2 separate regions of the Sus scrofa genome follow, and region 1 is linked to region 2. The links are chromatin contacts, called in public HiChIP or PLAC-seq maps. All regions are on one chromosome and are shown on one strand. The core of a region is the stretch at or near the end of the contact, and the rest is flanking DNA. Distances in the headings are between cores, read along the strand shown. Region 1 holds the start of FXN (frataxin, mitochondrial). Region 2 holds the start of PGM5 (phosphoglucomutase-like protein 5).

Region 1 (4,097 bases), core at 626-3,125, 780 kb before region 2:
GCAGAATCCTGCTGAGGCCTGGCCTGATGGCCAGCAGGGAGGCCAGCCTTCCCCCACGGGTCCCCTTGGTCCCCTGGGCCTTGTCAAACCACAAGCTTGAAGTGTGAATGGGTTGTCCTCCAGTACTGGGGAAGACGTAGCAGTACAACCACTCTTTGCATCAAGTGCGTGGAACGTTTGCCAGCCCCTCGCTCAGCAATGCCAGGCTGAAGACTTCACCCCAAAGGCAGTTCTGTCCACTCACAGGAATGCCCACTGCAGCACCACTGTAAGAGCAGCCTATAGGACTCAACCGGAGCCTGGACAAGGTGGAACATACTCACCCAACCGGCATGATCCAGCAGAGAAAGCAAATAAATGGACAGCGGCATGATCCAGCAGAGAAAGCAAATAAATGGACAGCTGTGTGCATCAACAAAATCTCAAAACTGACACTTGATCACAAGGAGCAAGTCTCAGCAGAATAAACACAGCAACAAGTCTGTGTTCTGCAGAAGGGAAGTGTGGGACCTGTGTGGCTATAACCGCCTAGTTTTCCTGAGAAGAGGGGAGATCCACGATCCCAACTTTGAGTGTTGGCAACCTACCCCAGTGTTTCTTCACAGAAGGCCAAATAACACATGCCAGTGGGAGGTTTAAGCGGAAAGTCCAAGTTCCGGAGCTCCACCAACACTGTGTGTTGGATTTCACCTGCCACCTCCATCACCAAGCCCATCCGGTCACCAGCCACTTAGAGCTGATCTCTAGTCCGCTGCCCAGGCCTTTGCCCACAAGGTCTTCTCCTGAAGGCCAGCACGGCTCCCTAACATCATCAGACCCGGATTAAACATCCTCCCAGGCAGCCTTAATCCCACAGCTTTTCTTTGGGCTTCCTCCTTTCTAGTCGTGGAGTAACTGGGTCAGATATTTCTTTTGTATCCTCGGGGGAAGAAAGTGAACTGCTGAAGACTTTATATATGTTAATTAAACCTCATGCCTGCTTGGCAAAATGGGAATCTCCTCTTCATGGAAAAGGAAGCCACGCCTCAGAGTTCCCAGGATCCCCCGAAGGGTCACCCACCATGTGGAGTCGAGGAAGGAGCTAGAATTTGGAACCCAGGCCCAATCTAAAAGCCCCGCTGCTCCAGTGACTGTGCTCTGAAAGCTTGACATCTTCACGTCGCTCGATGAAAGCATTTTTGTTCATAAAAGCCCATGCCTAAAAAAATCACTCTGATAGTATACATATTTATATAATATACTATTATATTGATATATATTTTATTGAAATAGTCCTATGTACTGGGTACTAATAGTACAGATAATATACATATAGGAATATTACAGTAACTAGCACTTAATTATTACTTAAGTTCTCGCAAAGAGGTGACAAGCTTAGAGTCACCCCTGGTCCCTAAGAGCCGACCCCGTGCACCTTCCCTGCCTTTGCCCGCGCAGTTCCCGCAGCTGAATTGCAGGAAAAAACAGTCTCTTTTCCCCGGAAAGCGGAAGCCAGTACAAAAGACTCTCTGAGAAACCAAGACTAGGGGTCTCACCGCAAGGTGCCGCCGCCTCCCGCCCCCGCCCGAACGCGGCCCCAAAGGAGCGGGTGCGAGCGCGCGTTCCCGGCGTGCGCGGCCTCCTTGTTCCGGCGTGTGGCCCTGTCGGCTGCCGGCGCAGATACTCACCGACTGGTTGCGTGCGCGGGCCGCGGCGGTCCCGGTGCGCAGACCCCGGCAGCCATAAGGCTGGGGATCTTTCGTCGGCCGCGGAGCCCCGGCGCGGGCCTGGGCAGAGCCTCGGGGCCCGGAGCGGGGAAGGAAGCCGGCAGCCGCTCGGCGTCCGAGCGTCCACATGTCCCTCGCGATCTGCAGCCGCTCCGCCCTCCTGCTCGGGGGAAGGCAGGCGCCACCTGGTGGTCACGGGTCGCAGCCGCAGGCGCGAGCTCCCCTTTTCTGTGGGCTTGGGAAACGGCCAGATGTTACACTTTAGGAAGAACTTGCCAGCCTTGCACCACCTCTGCATTTAACAAAAATAGAGAGGCTGCTTTGTGCAAGGCAGAGGGCTTATCCCTTGGGCAACATAGTGAATGCAATACTAAGGTCCCCAACTCCAAGACCAGCTTAGTGACCTGCTGCTCCAGAATTTTATGCAGAAAGGATTTGGGAACTGCAGTTTTGCTGTGAACTGGACGGAATTCAGGTCTTGAAGCTGCTTGGCCGCCCGTATAAATTATAGCAGAAGAGTGCAGACAGGAAACGGATTGCTTGGTTTAAATTTGAACTCTGCCTACTTCCTACCTGTGTGACCAGTGAGGAAGTTAATTAACCTCTCTGTGCCTCATCTGTAAAATGGGGTATAAAAGTCTCTACTTCATACGGTGGTTGTAAGGATAAAATGAGTTAATCCATGTAAAGTTTTCTTGGAAAGGCCCTTAATCCTGTTAAGCCCACAATAAATATTAATATGTTAATACATTTTAAAAGAAAATTCTAGGAGCTTCCGTTATGGCTCAGCAGAAACAAACCTGACAGTATCCTTGTGGATGTGGGTTCAATCCCTGGTTTTGCTCAGTGGGTTAAGGATCTGGTGTTGCAGTGAGCTGTGATGTAGGTCAAAGACGTGGATAGGATCTGGCATTGCTGTGGCTGTGGCATAGGCAGCTACGGCTCTGATTTGATTCCTAGCCTGGGAACTTCCATATGCTGCAGGTGAGGCCCTAAAAAGACCAAAAATAAGTAAGTAAAAATAAAAGAAAATTCTACTTAGTTTGTGTATTGCAAAGGAATACAAATTATGGAAGTTCTTTTATATTTGAATATATGCTTTAGAAAATGTCAACTATGCATACTAGAGAATATCATCTTTATGGGAAAGATAGTGGATAGAGGAGATACAAAGTGTCAAATTTCTTCCAAAGCCATCTCAGTATTTTATGAACAGAGGAGATAAAACATCTGTATAAATAGGATAATGACAAGTGTTAAAGAAGAACATGAACTACTGGGTGTTGGTGTTGCACGGGAGAGCATATACAAGTAGGGGTGGGGGCAATCAAGGACGTCGTCATGGAGGAAGTGGCAGGGCCTTGAAAAAATAGGGTAGAGGAAGTGGGATTTGACTGCCTATCTGACAGGGTATTCTTTTGGATCTGAGATGTTCTCCTGTATTCAATTAATTTTAAGCAGCCATATACTGAGCACCTGTTATGTATATGCCAGGCATGGAGAAGTCATTTCTCCCCCATAAAGTATGTGGAAATATTTATGATTGTCACAGTTGGGAGTAGGGTGCATGTGTGTGCTAACGGCATCAAGTGGGTAGAGCCCAGGTATACTGTTAGACATCCTGCTATGCATAGGAAGCCCCCCGCCCCCAACACAGAGTCATCCAGACCAAAATGTCAGTGGTGCCAAGTCTGAGAAGAACCCACTGAAGCCACATGGGAAGAATCCATTGGCGGCAAAGGGAAGTGTGTTGGTTGTTGGCCTTGGCCCCAGGCCCATCCTCACATACTCAGAATGTCAAAATATACTTAGAGAGTTGCACTCTGATTAACCAGCATGCTTAGCATGTTCTGGCATGGAAAGGGCCCAGGCACCTGCTCCAGCTCCTGGCAAAGTTGATACCACTGCCCTTGCCTTTTTGGCCAAGGAAACAGGCTCAGAGGAGCAGAGCAGAGAATATTAAAGCCTCCAAGAATTTGTCCTTCTCCAGATCCTGAGAGGTTGTCAAAGAGAATTGGGCTTACCAGATAAGAGGCTAAAGCCCCATGGCTATACACAGCTGTGGAGGGACCCTGTAGGACCCAGTGCCTTTAGGAATGCAAATTCTCAGGTCTTATCCAGACTCTAGGAGTAAGGCCCAGAAATCTGTGTTTTAATGAGACCTCCAGGGAAATCTAAAGTGCCCTGAGTTTTGAGAACCTGCAGTAGGGTACATTTTGAACACAAATGTGAATTAAGCCAGTGTCACAGAGTGATCTTTTTTTGTATGTGTATGTCTGCATCTGTGGCATGTGAAATTCCCAGGCCAGGGATTGAACCCATATCATAGCAGTAACCAGAGCCACCGCAGTGACACTGCCCCATTCTTAACCTGCTGAGTCATCAGGGAAC
Region 2 (3,983 bases), core at 1,438-3,937:
CTACATTAAATTTGACTCTATTTTAAGCCTATATTAACATATGCTACCTATCTCCCGAAATAAACTCCACTCTTAAAGTTGATAAAATGTGTTTATCAGAGAAGACACATTGAAGAGGTTGAAGAGTCCTTAGCATAAAGTGTGCCAAGAAATAACAAAGCATAATAATAATAATAATTTGCTCATGCAAATCAATGACTATAGCTTCACAAATATCCTGACCCACAATAAACACTGGACAGGCTATGTCTCTCTCATTCCTTGGAAAAACTGGCCCAGGAAAGAGTACGAAAGCTGCCCCAAGATTCATCACTCTCCATCATTCCAAGGCAAGGGCTTTGTCAGACAAGAGTAAAAACCATTTGTCAGCCTCTCCACAAACCCCTGATTCAAGCCAACTTTCATCAAATCCCAAATGAGAAGCCAGAGAAATGGTCCCATATCTCCAGCAGCAGCATCTGCTGGGGGTGGATATCAACAATCTGCCACCCAACTCACCCTCTCCATTCCCACTCCACCCCCATTCTTCCGAGGGCTCTTTTTCTCCCCACTGCTTTTGGGTTATTAAAACAAAACAAAGCAAAAAAAAAAAAAAAACCCACAAAAGCAAAAAGGGGATCCTCTTCCCCCATCCCTGAAACACTGACAAAGGGGAATTACAGCAGGTAAATGTGACAAAATAGACAACCTCCAAGCTTTTTTTTTTTTTTAAACAAAAAATGAGCAAATAAAAAAGGAGAGGGTTGGAATAGAGGGAGGGAATTCAAAAGCTGGATAATTGTTTGGTTTCACTTTTTTAAATGTTCACACCCATTTATACATCTGCAGAGGTTTCACTTAAAAGTTCTATGTGTGTGGTTCTGAAGACATTAACAAGGCTGAAAGTCCTATTTTAGACAATGTTTCCCACAGAGATTTCAGGAATCCCTGAAGTTAGGTGTCCCTCTTGAGATGTTGCTGGCTTTGGAAAGGAGGAAACCAGGGAAGGGGGACATACCAAAAGGTCGGTCCAGTTGTACGATAGGCAGAAAGGAGGGAGGAAAAACCCAAGGTCTGAGAATCATATCCCGAAAGAAGACTGCAAAGGTCTTGGGAGAAGGGAGAGGAAATGAGGATGAAAACTGCAAAGGTGAAGAGGCACAAAATACTATCAACTGCCAAAGGGCATCTTGGAGAGAAGTTGGGAACTGCTTAAAGAAAGGCATTGCAAATCTCGTTTCTGACCATTTAAGAGATGTGCCTCCCCTCCTGGGACCTGAAAGCCCAGGCTGCAGAGCTTCACGCTGATTCCCGCCCCATCCCTTCCCTAATCAAATTAATCTCGAAATAACTCCACGAGGTTAACGACCCAATAATATTAAAAACTTTCAGGGTCCACGCTTGCCAAAAATGTCAGGGATCAACACTGGGGTGTGTGTGCGTGTGTGTGTGTGTGTGTTGAAATTTAGCGGAGCCAAGATTTAGGGTGGAAGAAGATGATTGCAAATAGGCTACAAGGGGGGGTAAAAACTATGTTGGTAGCGGGAGGGTAGGGCAAGCGGTAAGAGCAAGTATTTGTAAAGAGCTGGCGAGGAGAAAGACGAAAAGAACCGCGAGCAGGTGTGGGACGTGCGCATAGTCCAGGGAGATTCAGGGAGCTGCGGCAGGTTCAGGATGCCCGGCGGGGCACAAAGAGGGTCGCGGAACTCCTAAGGCCTTTCGGGGCGGCGGACACGATCTATCCCGGGTGTGCGGGGCGCGCTGGGGAGGCTGCGGGGAGCGGCGGTGGCGGGACGCGGGCAGAGAAGACCTGGGGGAGCGGCGAGCCCGAGAGCGGGGTTGAGGAAGGGAGGTCGGCTGGGGGCCGGCAGGGCGAGAAGGGGGCAAGGCAGACTCGAGGGGAGGCCGGGTCACTCACCCCGTTGGCCGCGGCCATCTGCACCACGATCTCTGTGGCCGTCCTGCTGAAGTACCTGCCGTCGCTGCCCACCACCATGGTGCAGCCCTGGCGGTCGCGCAGGTCGATGGACGACAGCACGCTCTGGATGAAGTTGGGCAGGTAGTTGCGCTGGCCCTCGAAGAGTCCGGTGGGCCGCCGCAGCCCCCCGCCGCCGGCCGGCCGCTGGTCTTCGTAGGGCGCCGTGGGCACCGTCAGCACTGGGATGGGGCTCCCTTCCATGGCGCCTCCTGGCCGGTCCTGCCGCGGCTCCGGGAGCCGGAGGGAATCTGCAGGCCACCGGGGCCCCCACCAGCCTGGCCGCACGCCCGGGCTCCGCCTCGCGCCGCGGCCCCCTCCGCCGCCGCGCGGCGCCCCGCGCCCTCCCGCCGCGCCGACCGCTCCTCCCTCCGCACGCGGCCCCTAGCTGCCCGGGCAGAGTTCGGCCTCTACCTTCCAAGAAAGTTTGCTCCCGCCCAACTTCCTCTCAGTCCGAAGCGCCAGAGGTGCCGCAGTTTCTTCCCTGAGCTGGACTCACTTTCAGAGTGTCCCCTTCTCAGAGCCAGCTACCCCGACCCCAGGGGCGCCTCCTCGCGCGCCTGGCCCGAGCCTTCCTCGGCGATAGCTTCTCTCCCAGGCACACCCTCCGCTAGAAAACAGACTGGGGGTGTTGAGAGCTAGAGCAGGATTGGGGGGTCCTCGCCCGCACCCGCAGTCCCTCTCCCTTCCCTCCCGCAGCCCGGCCTCCTAGCCTCCCTGGAAATGAGCGGTTTACACGCACCAGTTTCTCTTTTGAACAAGGACAGGGGAGGGAATTGGGTGGGGGCTGAAACCTTTTGCCATCAGGGAACAGCCCCGGCCAAAAATAACCCTGGAAAGGCGAGCTGAGAATTGTTATCTTCTGCCAGCGCTGAAATTGGAGGCTGGGCACTGCGAGTGTGTCTGTGTGTGTGGACACACACCCCACCATGACCATTTGTTGCAGGGAATCACACACTGTCAGGCCCTTCAATCCAGCGGGACCCACCCAGCCATCCACACTTTTCCCCAACTCTCTGAAGGCAGCACACGTCTCCGGATGAAAACTTTTTTGTTTGTTTGTTTGGCTTGTTTGTCGTGGTAGTTAAAACGGCAGCAGCAACACAGACGCACAGAGAAGTATTTCCTTATTCTGCTTGCCCTTCTCACCCTCCCTAGTCCAGCTCCTGCTTGGAACCAGGCTATCCTACACTGAACTTGTCCACACTGGCTCCTACCAGGATTCATCGCTTTCACTTGGAGGAAGGCAAAGCCCTTTATACCAGGAATGAATGGACAAACCCGAATTAAACAAGGACAGAGAACCAGGAACTGGGCTTGGTCCTTTCACATGCATTCTCATCTCTCTGTAAAGTCCACCAAAATTCCCAAATCAAGAAATTCCCCATAGAAAATAGGTGTGAAGAGAGAACAGGCTAAAAGGATAAAGCCCCAAAAGGTAAGAAATAATTCTTATTTTTGCTTCTGTCTCCTTTGACTCCCAAAGCATTTTTGCACCAACTAAAGTCACTAAAATCTCCTGCTGCTTCCCCTCCAAACAGTGTGCACTTTCTGAGACTAATGTTGACTTGCTGCAGGGTTATGAAGTGATAGTCATAAAATGACTGACTAATAGCTCACACTTATATGCATTTTTGCAGTTGATAAAAGGCTTTGCATCTGTTTTCTCTTTGGAGCATCAAAACAGCTAAAAGAAGTAGGAATGGCATTCATATCATTCCCATTTTAAGGATGAGAAAAAGGAGGCTTTCTATGAGGTTGAAGGAAGTGGCCAAGATGCACTTGCATTCAGTCCACATTCTTATATGATGCTTCCCCTTTCTATTTACATCATTAAAGTGTGAGATCATCAACTGAATCCAGTTGAGACATTTTAGCTTTTCTCAAACAGCAATGTTTTTAACGTGTGTACGTGTTGTTATTGTTTTAGTTCTACTCTATTTTCAGGCCCCCAAGAGTCCATTCCCCTGCAAAGTTCTTGACATTATGGTTGAGCAAGCCTTGTCTCAGCATCAAATAGAATATTAAC

Evidence for each region. HiChIP or PLAC-seq counts read pairs in DNA pulled down with a chosen protein or histone mark.
Region 1: a contact with region 2 is called in an H3K27ac HiChIP or PLAC-seq map of skeletal muscle, with 6 times the contacts expected there. The contact joins the promoter of FXN here to the promoter of PGM5 in region 2. A contact is called at or near these places in 2 of 5 promoter capture datasets (fetal liver and fetal skeletal muscle) and 1 of 2 datasets of contacts at active chromatin or transcription factors (skeletal muscle).

Annotation. Positions count from the first base shown.
Region 1 is chr1:222,410,263-222,414,359 of Sscrofa11.1, reverse strand. FXN (frataxin, mitochondrial) reads right to left here and starts at 1,875. Exons shown (of 7, transcript XM_021064638.1): 1 at 1,668-1,875. The coding sequence starts at 1,835.
Region 2 is chr1:221,633,220-221,637,202 of Sscrofa11.1, reverse strand. It overlaps PGM5 (phosphoglucomutase-like protein 5), which reads right to left and starts at 2,687. Exons shown (of 11, transcript XM_003121933.6): 1 at 1,898-2,687. The coding sequence starts at 2,158.